Linked DNA regions of Gasterosteus aculeatus: region 2 is linked to region 1. The links are chromatin contacts, called in public Hi-C maps. All regions are on one chromosome and are shown on one strand. Each heading gives the region's core, a stretch centred on a gene start, on an enhancer-like site or on the middle of the called end of the contact. The rest is flanking DNA. Distances are from core to core; before and after follow the strand shown.

What was found. Hi-C and Micro-C count contacts between places; a contact is called where the count stands out from the background.
Region 2: a Hi-C map of skeletal muscle shows a contact between it and region 1, with 2.7 times the contacts expected there. The contact joins the promoter of ndfip1l here to the promoter of yipf5 in region 1. A contact is called at or near these places in 2 of 6 Hi-C or Micro-C datasets (both in skeletal muscle).

What each region holds. Positions count from the first base shown.
Region 1 is chr7:26,922,226-26,927,854 of fGasAcu3.hap1.1, forward strand. It overlaps yipf5 (Yip1 domain family, member 5), which reads left to right and starts at 3,366. Exons shown (of 6, transcript XM_040182443.2): 1 at 3,366-3,519; 2 at 4,578-4,683; 3 at 4,969-5,144. The coding sequence starts at 4,586.
Region 2 is chr7:27,118,373-27,124,001 of fGasAcu3.hap1.1, forward strand. It overlaps ndfip1l (Nedd4 family interacting protein 1, like), which reads right to left and starts at 2,272. Exons shown (of 7, transcript XM_040181759.2): 1 at 1,977-2,272; 2 at 737-824; 3 at 114-244. The coding sequence starts at 2,006. endou2 (endonuclease, polyU-specific 2) reads right to left here. Exons shown (of 7, transcript XM_040181757.2): 3 at 5,357-5,462; 4 at 4,302-4,423; 5 at 3,810-3,922; 6 at 3,325-3,478; 7 at 2,621-2,954. The coding sequence ends at 2,700.

The DNA.
Region 1 (5,629 bases), core at 2,116-4,615:
GCTGGAAATCTTTCACTCATCTGAACCCAAAGCTGCTAGCTGGTGTCGGTGCTACTGAATCAGAGCAATAACTTAACTATCCAGACTGATCTTTGAACAGCGGTCTTCATATTGAGGGAAATCCAACATTTATTCTCCGCTATAAGAGAAGAAAACACAGATAAAGGCAACCAGATCACACCGGCTCTCAGAGGATTTTCAGAAGTCATTTTGGGAAATCCAGGATGAGGCAGAGATGGAGAAGGCAGTTTGGTAAGGTCGATGAAAATCACAAAAGAAATTGCCGCACTTTATCATAACTTCTGGAATGTGTTAAACATCATTAAGAGGTAATATAAAACCCTGTGAGTTCATCTGAGGGGGGATTTTTTGTCACTCAATGGTCAGACTGATGATCACATATAGTGTAATTTAGCAATTCATTGTAGTCCCAAAAGAAATACCTGCCTCTTAGGCTTGGACCCACTCTTACCTCTGTCATGTCATTAGTCTCAGTTAGATGTTAAATAATGCAAAAAGTAAGATGTAGAGCTTGACAGCGTGAGAGTGACTGAATACAGATTCATATAACAGTGCACATGAAACTGTGATATTAATATCCCTATTATGAATAATAGCAATACAAGTGGGGAGCACTTGCGTATTTTGGTGAATTTTAAATCATTACCAATGTGAAACCTGCTTGTTTACATATATTACATATTGGAACAAAATATTTCTCATTTGTATTTTTTTTTAGAAATCAAAGCAATTTGACCTCAATAGAGGCATCATTTGAACTAGACAAATGTGCACACTAAAGTCGCTTTGGATAAAAGCGCCAGCTAAATAACCTGTTATGTAATGTAATGTAATTAAAAACATCAGCACCATTAAATAAGTGTCGGTTCTCATACTGATACAGGAGTGATGCTTTAAGACTGTGGAGTTTCCGGGCGGCATCGGGGGAAGCACCAGTGAACCCACGAGTGTTCGACATGTCAAAACAGATTTAGAGCTTCCTAAAATAAGTCTCACATAAACAGCAGCGTGACCCCCGGCTCTCCTTCTTCATCCGTCTCAGCCGAACAGCCACTTTGCCGTGTCGCCAGTTCCCTCAACGTTTGCTGCAAACTTTCGCTGCAAACTTTTGCTGCGGTCCCTGCGGGACGAGTCACGGCGGACATGAATTGGCTTTGGCTCAGTGGGTCAAAGCTACAGCAAGGAAGTCATTCGTTTTGTTTCTACCTGACGGCATTTTGGGGGTTGTTAATGTTGATAGCGTGTAGAATCACCATTTCGACATTGTAATGTCATGTTATTGACCTTCTTGATGCAAAAATCCTGAGATATAGCTGTTTGCATTTAAGGTTGACGCCAGAGATCCATTTGTTTGGATGGTGAACAAATGTTTTCTGATTTCTCAGTAAAACAGTCTTACATTCAATCAATTGCCCCCTAATATTATATGTTTAAATGCTTTAGTATTGCCAGTACAGTCACCAGATTTCAAAATGAGATTTTCATATTGACTATAATTTTGTTAGAATCTCTTGAATCTCGAGTGGGAGGAAGGCTCATTTTGGAACAAACAAACTTCACACACTCTTCATCTGCTGATTGTTATTTTAGTGATCGTGTAGCTCACTCACACAGAGAGAAGAAAGCTGCTTCAGTGAAAGCACCCTGCAAGTACCAGATGCCTGCTAATTTATGATCTGTGCAGCTGTCGTATCAATGGTTTGGCAGGAAATTGAATTAGATGAATTAAAGGAATTATTTAATCTTGCCCATCCCTCTCTGCTAAAAATAGAGGTGTGTGTGTGTGTGTGTGTGTGTGTGTGTGTGTGTGTGTGTGTGTGTGTGTGTGTGTGTGTGTGTGTGTGTGTGTGTGTGTGTTTGGGTTCACATTTTCAGTTTGCTTAATGCAGAAGGAGAACAATAATACTCAATCTAAATTTAGGCCACAGTAGGTGGTTGGCGACGAGGGGTTGCGTAAGAGTAGGGAAACTAGTAGTTCTAATCCACAGAGGTATTTACAGCGGGATTATGGCAGGGATTTTATTAAAAAAGCCAATTATGACAGAATACGGCAATCTATGCCCCAAATTCAATTACCCTCTGGAACTTTTCATTCATTAAATGAATTATATAGAAATAGATGTTCTTTAAGTTCAGAAATGATTAAAAGTCTAAAGAAAGATGAGAAGCAATAGGGTGAGGAGGCTAATTTCTGCACATGATTAATCATGGGTGTTTCTGTAGAAATGACATATTTGGTGCATCAAATTGATTTTGGTCCTCTTGAGGCAGAGGAGCGATCCATGTCAGGCCTGAATAGTTGAAAGGCTTGTTAATTTATAGGGATTGTTTGTTTGTCATTTCTCATCCACCCAATTAATAATTTGTTTATAATATGTGTTGCCTTTGCATGCTTTTCAGCTTTAAACTGCCTCTAATACGAACTCTCTTTGAGCAAAATCGGACAGATGGGCACAAAGTGTTCTGGTAAGAAAATGTCCTCGAAAATCTTGTAGCCTTGCTGAGGCAACTGCTTTGTGCAGCACTGACCAAAGGCTTCTTTATGCGTTGTGTGGGTGGGACTAATAACTCAATAAGAGAAGAAGCTCAAAATGTCTCCTGTCAATAAGATTTTCCTCCATGCCTTTTTCAATTTTTGCAATATTTTTCCCATTTCTCGTTTTGTAAAGAATTCTCCAACTCCAGGAAGGATGTCGAGCTGTCGCCAATTGAGTTAATATGGACTTTATAATAGATCCTGAGAAGGGAACAGGGATTTCTTACTATCATTCTTGTCATTAAAGGTCAAACTACCTGAGACTACCGTCGCTATTTCCTCTGAACTGGGGTCCTCAACTTATTATTTTATGTCATCAGTCATCATCAAAGAGGATGGATTTACCTGCATACATCGTAGCGGTGAAGTTGTTCTGCACTGGCAGTGATTGATCTGCTCCTCTGCATCCAGATGAAAGAGACTACCTTTGTTCTTGCCAGGGTTCCAGCGTTTGCTCCGTTAAAATCAACTTCTACCCTCTGTTTCTATTTGCATAAAAACCAGGGTCACCCTGGTTTTATCAGACTATACGTTTGGACACAGTAGGGTTTCCTACCTAGCTGTGGTGTAAAAAATAATACATTTACATTTGAGGTGTTTAACAACATCCCTTTCACCTTAGGAATTCACAGTCTTGCGTCCATAATGTTTCCTATTTTTGTATGAAAACTGAATTTGCAAATCAGACAAGAAAATAGAGAATTGTTTATAATATATGATGATGTGTATTCTTCATGCATTGTCTTTCCTTTGGCGCAGCTTGTAAATATATTTTAATACATAATGTGTTTTACTTGTAATGCAATGTAATACCAGCAGTCGCCTTTAGGACAGCGCCATATTTTCAGGCAAAGAGCAATTTGCAAATGTCCCTAACGGCTTCCCGTCGGCTACGTAGCAAACCGGAAGATTCACCGTTATCCTGACACGTAGCAACCACAGCCAAAGTTGGCAGTGCTCTGGTACGGCGGGTAAGCATTAGCATTCGCTATAGAAACTGTGAAAGAAAAGTTGATTGGGATATTAACGCGACTGGTGACGGAATGCGCGTTTATGCATGCCTGGTCTCCACTGCGGTTATAGCTAACGTTAGCATTATTCAACCAACTGGCAGCAGGTAACGTTGCGTTAGCCACCCGGAGCCTGCCCGCTAGCTTGTTTTTATATTAGCAGCATATTTTGTCGAGTTCTCCTTTAAATGAGTTGTAATTGTCCAGCCTTCTCATAGCCAATACAGTTGATTCTAAAGGTCGACTCACAATAAACTAACGATGTCTAACTTGACGTTATTTGTGTCTTTGTTTTGTGGATGGCTACTGTCCTGTTAGCATTGGATGCTAACGTAGCTCATAGTTATATTAACGCTAGTCCAATTCATATGAAGATAACGGTAATGTTCTAACTATTAACAGTCCTGTTAGCAATGCCCCCTAAGCCTTTAAGTTATTGTTTGGAAGAAATTAGCCTTTTACGGTTTTATTCATCACTTAACGCCACCGTACGCTATTCCAGTGTGAGACAATAATGTAACGTTAACTAACGTTATAACGAACGGAATGTTTTCAGAAAAACTTATGTAACGCTAATGTTATTACATAAATTTAGCGTAATTAAAATTAAGTTATGGATGTAGAAATGTTTGACTCCGTATTAATCTCCCTGTCTTAGTTTTACCGAAAGTAGTGTCTTAAAAAGTAGAATGCAGCAGTCGCCCAGGGGCTATTTTTGGATAATGCAATAAAAAGATGTTGAACTGTACTCCCTCGTGCTTGGACATGTATTAATTCATTAATGATGTGACCAATAGGCTGGTGAACTTGTCCCAAAGTCATTGTTGTTTTGATGATAGATGTGTACCAAAACGTAATACTAATAATTTACATTTGACTTCTCTTTACTTTTTGATACAGTGCCTCCATCTTCAACATACCAATACTTTTGATTAGTTTGGAGACTCTCTGTAGATGAAAATACTCATCCTAGCTGATATGTTGTGGTTCTGTTTCCGTGTGTCCAACAGAGTGAGAGATGTCGGGGTTTGACAATTTGAACACAGACTTTTACCAGTCCAGCTACAGTGTAGATGACCAAAACCAAGGCTACAGCAACGCTGAGAACCAATACAAGTAAGAAAGCCCTCTTTAACTTTTGTTCCACATTCTGACTGCTAAAAAATTGCGTACGTGACAATTAGTAGCCTGACTGAATACCTTATTATCTTTTAAGCGTATTGTGATTGACGTGAAGGACAAGTTTTGTTTTACTGATATAAATAAATGCTAATGCGGCATATTTGAAATGACACCCATGGAAAGTGGAAATAAGCATTGTTAAAAGCTGTTTAAAATCTTTTCGGTCAAAGAGAACTATTGAGCATTATTATTATTATTAATGTCATAATTTTTTTTCAGGCAATATGATGGTCAGTATGACTATTCCCAGCCCATGGGCTACTCTCCCCCAGGGATAATGCAGCCCCAGCAGCCGTACACAGGACAAATCTTCCAGCCGACACACACCTACACCCCGTCCCCGTCACAATCTTTGTATAGTAGCAGCTTTGATGACGAGCCGCCGCTGCTAGAAGGTAGGCACACAACCTGTAATCTACAACTTCTATTTGACACTTTGGTTTCAGCAGTGCACACATTTGACAGTGGGAATGTTTAATATCAACAATTAGGCATATTTAGCAATGTTTATGTCGCTAACTGTGCTAATATTATTTGTGAGTTATTATCCTTTCAGGCTGTTTTCAATTGCTGATGTCATATATGATACAACATTTAAGTTGGACATCATCACAGCTTCTCAAACTGCAAGTGGATTTCAGCTGTTAGACTCTTGGAGTCATTTGGAGCAAAAAGTCCTACTGTTCTGCAGGATCACGTCTCGCCCATGGTCCCAAAGGATCTAGATCCTTTCTTAAGGTGTGAAATTAAAGTTTCACTCGACAGTTGCAGCCACTTGCTGAGAAAGAGGATCTCATATCTGCGAGAGAGTTTCGACAGAATACAAATGAATACCCGTCTATGAGACTGCAAAATTGACAGTATTTTCCGTCTAGTTCTA
Region 2 (5,629 bases), core at 1,022-3,521, 200 kb after region 1:
GTTTGGGCACCAGAAGCGACCGTGTGCGTCAGTGTACATATCAAGTGTGACCACAGACAAAATGCTAAAGGAAGGAGGAAAAAAAACAAAAGAACTGCAGCGATGCTACTCACTCTGCCAGTTGCCAGGGGAACCGCGGTCTCAGTCTTGGTTCTTTCTGCCTCGTCATAGGAAGGCAGCGTGGTTGCAACGTTGTATGATGGAGGATTGGGGAAAGCACCGTCTTCCTTGTAGTCAAAGAAGGCTGAAAAATATAAACGGCACAGTTTCACAAACAAAGGCACAGACAGACTTTTTAGCCAACAATAAAATGGCTGCTTATGCGAAGAAGAAGAAGAATCTCTGGCGTGTGAGACACAGTCGAGTCAACTATTATATTTCCCACAAAGAGCAATCCCAGGAGTCTCGTTATACCAGTTAGACTATTTTTCATACTGTATCAATAATTTACTGAACCTTATTGCTTTGAATAACCTTCAGTATTCCGATGAAGAAAGCTTGTGAGAATCCCATTGTGCCAACATGATCAGAACAGCCCCTTCAGTTATAAAATAATCTATATGAATACCTCATACAATGGCCGTACGTTTGTTTCTTGAACAGTTCACAAGCTCCTAAAGGGCCTCGTTTCCTTCGGTTCGCCCTGCGCCCACAGACACAAATACGGCCTCTCTGTGTACCAACAGCGCAGATGGGCCAAGCACCTGGGAAACATCTGGATTATTGATGGTCTCACCGGCATTGTCCCCTGTGATGCTGCTGTAGGGGGGTGGAGATTCAGCTGCTACCAGTGGAGTCTCCTGTGGGTCCTCCTCATTGGTCAGCTGGGGGGAGGGGAAGACAACCACATCCTGGTACATTAAACGTGTGTGTCAGCAGTAGCTGCTTTGAGCTAAAGAAGCTTCTCACTGCCCAAGTAGTCCTTCACTATTATTGAAACGTAAAAGAGCTGACGGGGTAGCGGAAGGGAGTTGTTGGAGCGCAGATAACATCGAAAAAAAGAGACGATGAGTAATAAACGTGAAAATGTAAAAGCAGCACCGGACGACGCCTCTCCTTCCTCTTGGTTGAGCTGGAATCGAAAAGCCAACGCATTTGATCATCAGCCAGGAAAGACCAGTGACATAGTGCTGAATACCGAGCGGTAACTTAGCAACACTGGTCTCAACAAAAGAAATCCACTAATTACCTAAAGAAACCTTAGTGGCAGCCTTGATTAGCAGAGGTATACATTACAGGTTAACGCTCTGGTTTTCCCTTCGATGTGGGTGGCGCTTTATTTATTTATTTATTTAACTTTATTTCCTAGTTTGGAAATGTAATCCAGACAAGACACGAGCAGTTGCTGACTGATGCAGTTCCAAATGACTATTTCCCGTGACATATTATAACCCCTTTTAGTCAGTAAGATGCCCTGGACATGCGAAGAGATGATGGGAACACCCATTCAGTAAATAAAGGAATGATGAGGGACAGATAACCACTGACAATACACTCAAATAAAAACAAATATGTGCTCACTCTGAAAAAAACTGTACTTATTTAATAAACTGAATATTAAACATTGCTAGGCAGGTTATCGGAATCAGCGGGTTCTTTAAGTGAGGATGAGAAGGGTCCATTGAAGTTACAATGACAAGTTTAGGTTTTTTTTTTTAAAGAGCCACGCTCTCAGGTTCGATGGATGGAGCTCGCGCAGCGTTAGCTTTAGCTTTAGCTGAACCGCTAACACGGGCAAACGTAGTTAACCATCGGCTTTACGTCAACAGCCACCTTCACCCGATTGAGAATAAACGAGATTAATCCCGAACAAATTCAATTGACGAAAGCCACCACGAGATCGACACACCTGGATAGGCGTCGTCGTTTTTAATTAACAGCACGAAGCCGACGTGGATACGTGATGTCAAAACATGTAACGTTAGCTAACGCTAATTACGCTGTCAAGAGACCGATAACGTCGAGTGTTTCCATACCTGCTGATATCTGCCGCTCGGTTCGCCCATTCCGATTTTAAAACTGCCGGGAATCAACAACAGAGATAGGAACAAGACACTGGAACCTCAACACGAAAACAAAATTATATAACAGTTAAATCTTCATGACGATGAAAACCTTTTTTCCCCTCGACTGCTCGGTGGTCACACCAATGTCAAGCTAATGTATTGTTAGCGTTAAACACAAAGCTTCCGGTTAGCTTTGACGTCCTTTCAAATTAAGCCCAGGGGGAACGCTTTCAACAGTAAATGAAGGCGGTGTTTTGTGAAGTGCTATGTCGCCTACATCAGTTCAGTTCATCATTTATTTATTTAATCTGTAACATGAAGACATGTTTAAAATAAATCTTGACATTGGAAATGTCTGATTGTTTTATTTTGAAATTACAACCGTGCCATTTCTTCATTCTTTCCAGCTTGATACAGGTCTTGCTTTCCAATGGATTGACGTCATTGGCCACAACAAACCCTCTACCGCCCCCGTTTGGAGCGAGGTGAAACCAATATATATATAATTAAAAAGTTACTGACAAAAATGTAAATGGCAGAAACAAAATCACATACTGAGTAAAGAAACTGTCAAAATAGGCATCACTGTACAAATAAAAAAACGAATGCAGTTTGGTCTTTTATAGGTTTTTTAATGTATCATCATCTAAAATAAAGTGTTGGAGAAGTGATATCCTATATCTAGCCAAGTTTCTAGGTGGGTTTCCGGTACTTAAGGAGCACAGGGTAAGTGGTGCCTATGTGCTTTTGGTTGTAGTGGTGGCAAACGATCTCCACGTCGTAGGAACTGAACTGGACCTTGACCCGCTCGTTGGGCGAGGTGAGGAAGCAGAGCGTGTAGAGGGCGAACTCAAACTCGGGACTGACGCCGATGAAGATGCTGCCCTTGGGCTTTATACCGTCCTTCCAGCTGAACTGGAGGGCCAGGATGTGTTTGTTCTCGTCGGGCTGCAGTGAGAGAAATAAATGGCAGGGCATGAAAGAGGAACATTGAAGACGACGGTGTCCCATGGGTTCAGTGCACATTGCAAATATACTTTGGAATGCACTGTGTTGCATAATAATTGCAAACTGGGGACGAGTTTGGCGAAGAAATACGCAAATATGATCTGAAAATCCGCCCAAAGGCTCAATAGAATGAGAGAGGAAGAACGTGGTCATAGCAGGATGTGAGTTTTCTCATCACCGGTCAAGAAAGACAAAGTGAGCAACGGCAACCGGGGGAGAGAATAAAGATTTGTCAGAAGAACAATCCAGATACAGTAGTGCTGAATAGATATATTCATTGCCCATTGCATGTAGTGATGACACACCGTACCTGGGGGGAATTGGCGCTGACGCTGTAGCCTTTGTAGTCGATGTGTCCCAGCTTCTCCTGCAGGTACAGCTGGATCCAGTTGTGAAAGCCGATGACAGTCCTCCCTCCTCTCGTCTCCCCGACGAACACGTGTTCAAATCCAGAGGAGTCCGGCCTGGCGGGAGACGGGACGGACGTCATTATCTGAATGCTTGTGTGCAGGCCGCAACACACTATTGTCCCTTTTTTTTTGTCTGACGGCTCATTTTTAAATGCTCCCTGTGGGTTCATTTAAAAACGGAGCCTTATGACTCTGTACTTAGCAGCGTGCCATCGATTAAACAGACTAAATTTAATTAGCTTGTGTGCCATTTGGTCATAATTCACGCCTTAGTGGCTGTTTCCATCCTGATGCTTTTTCAATAGCTCACAGCGACGCTGCCTGGATGTGGTTTCAGATTCCACTGGTGAAGTTATATTTAGGTGCCGAGCCAGATTCCACCTACTTGCTGGATCCCCTCCTCGCATAAAGTTCAAACCAGATCCTGTATAGCTGCTGCTTGAACTGTGTATCATCCTTTGGAGAAAGGTTCTTCTCCACCAGGTATTTATGAGCTATCTGCAAACAAGCAGGAATTCACAATGAAGCGTCGTCGTTCGTGGTTCCCAGACAATGACTTTCATGATCCTGTTGACTTGTCGTCTTTTACTGCGATTACTAGATGAAAGAAATATACGAGCTGCAAAACTAATAATACCTCAGTTCCCATCAAACATGCTCAACATCCGCGTGCTAGCATTAGCTTTGAGCTACAACATCATACTTCCATTAAAGTAATACACTGTAGATAATCCCATCATTGTGAAAGTCAGTTTTGATTAAATAAATATTTGAAAGAGTGAAACTCTATTGAGTTCTCTTCAATGTGTTAGTAGAAATGGCCCTTTAAAAAGGCACAGCGAGAGGGGAGAGTTTCTCAGAAGAACCCCTCGGGTACCTTCATGGTGGGAGTCTGAATGATGGAGTCCAGGAATTTGTGGTTCTCTGCCACCTCCTCCGGGGTCACAATTTCTGGCTCGCCGGTGTCACTCACATAGTTATCCAGCAGGGAGATGAAAGCTGCAGGAAAAAACAAACAAACTTGCGCTTCAAAAAGGCATTTGGCCTCAGAATGGGACGTGGATAGAATACCGAATACCAAAACCATTATCTTAGTACAGTGTAAAAAAAAAAATTTAAAGTCTCCAAACTGATCTACTTCAATACATTTGCCCTGAAAAACAAACTCCCAGCTCAAGCAGTGTACAGTGGCCATTGAGGAGCATCCGCTCGGCGGCGGTGAACTCTGCATGCTGCGTGGTTACGCAATGCGCCACAGTCCGTCATGAGGAGATTACGAGCAGACGGAGAGGCTTTAGTCTGAAGGGAGGCGACAAACAGTGCAGTGGAATGTGTGAAGAGTATTAGAAATAAACGACCCTGTTCATAAAATTAATAAAATGCATATAGTGTACACCAGAATACAGCCATAATTCTGAAACTGTGTAATCAATAAAGTAATGACAATATTGTAAAACCACTGTAATTCTGAAACTAGATAGAATAAAAATAGAATAATACCAAATGTACAGTTATGATTGTATTTGATGTAATGTAATTAACTGGAATGCATGCATGTAATACTTGAACAACAACTGATATTGACTAAGGATCATTCGAAATCCGAGTTACATCGAACTCACCAGAAGACCACTCCCAGAGGTGTGGACACAAACTTTCACACCTTTACGCATTGGTATAAACACCTGTAGGAACCATTGTTCTGAGTTCGCTGGTGGAGGCAGCAGACGGGCACTAGGGATGGTCAATGGGCCCTGTGGCCTGTTTGGTTGCAAAGACCACAACACCATCTCTTTTATTAAATACATTTGATTTTAACCTTTAGATCTGCGATGTCCTTTGTCCGTCCGGCGTTTCTTCATTTTAAACACAACAAGTCAAACACTTTTGACGGCCACGGGGAAAGAAAATGCACTTTTTTGGTGCACTTACCTAAAAAAGTCTCCTTTTTGAACGTGTTCTCGTCGACAAACGTAAACAGAGGAGACCCGGCTCCGTCGTTGTCGTCGTTCACGCACATGCTGTCTCCTGCTTTGCCCTGCAGCGGGACGACAACCGCTCAAACTTTAGAACTGGACCGGTGCAAATACTAGCGGCACATCTTTTTTGGTTTTGTTGGCCTTTACACACATTGTCAGAGCTACATTTACTACACCAAACCCCCTGGAAGTAAAAAGACACACAGAGAGGGTACAGAAAGGTTTA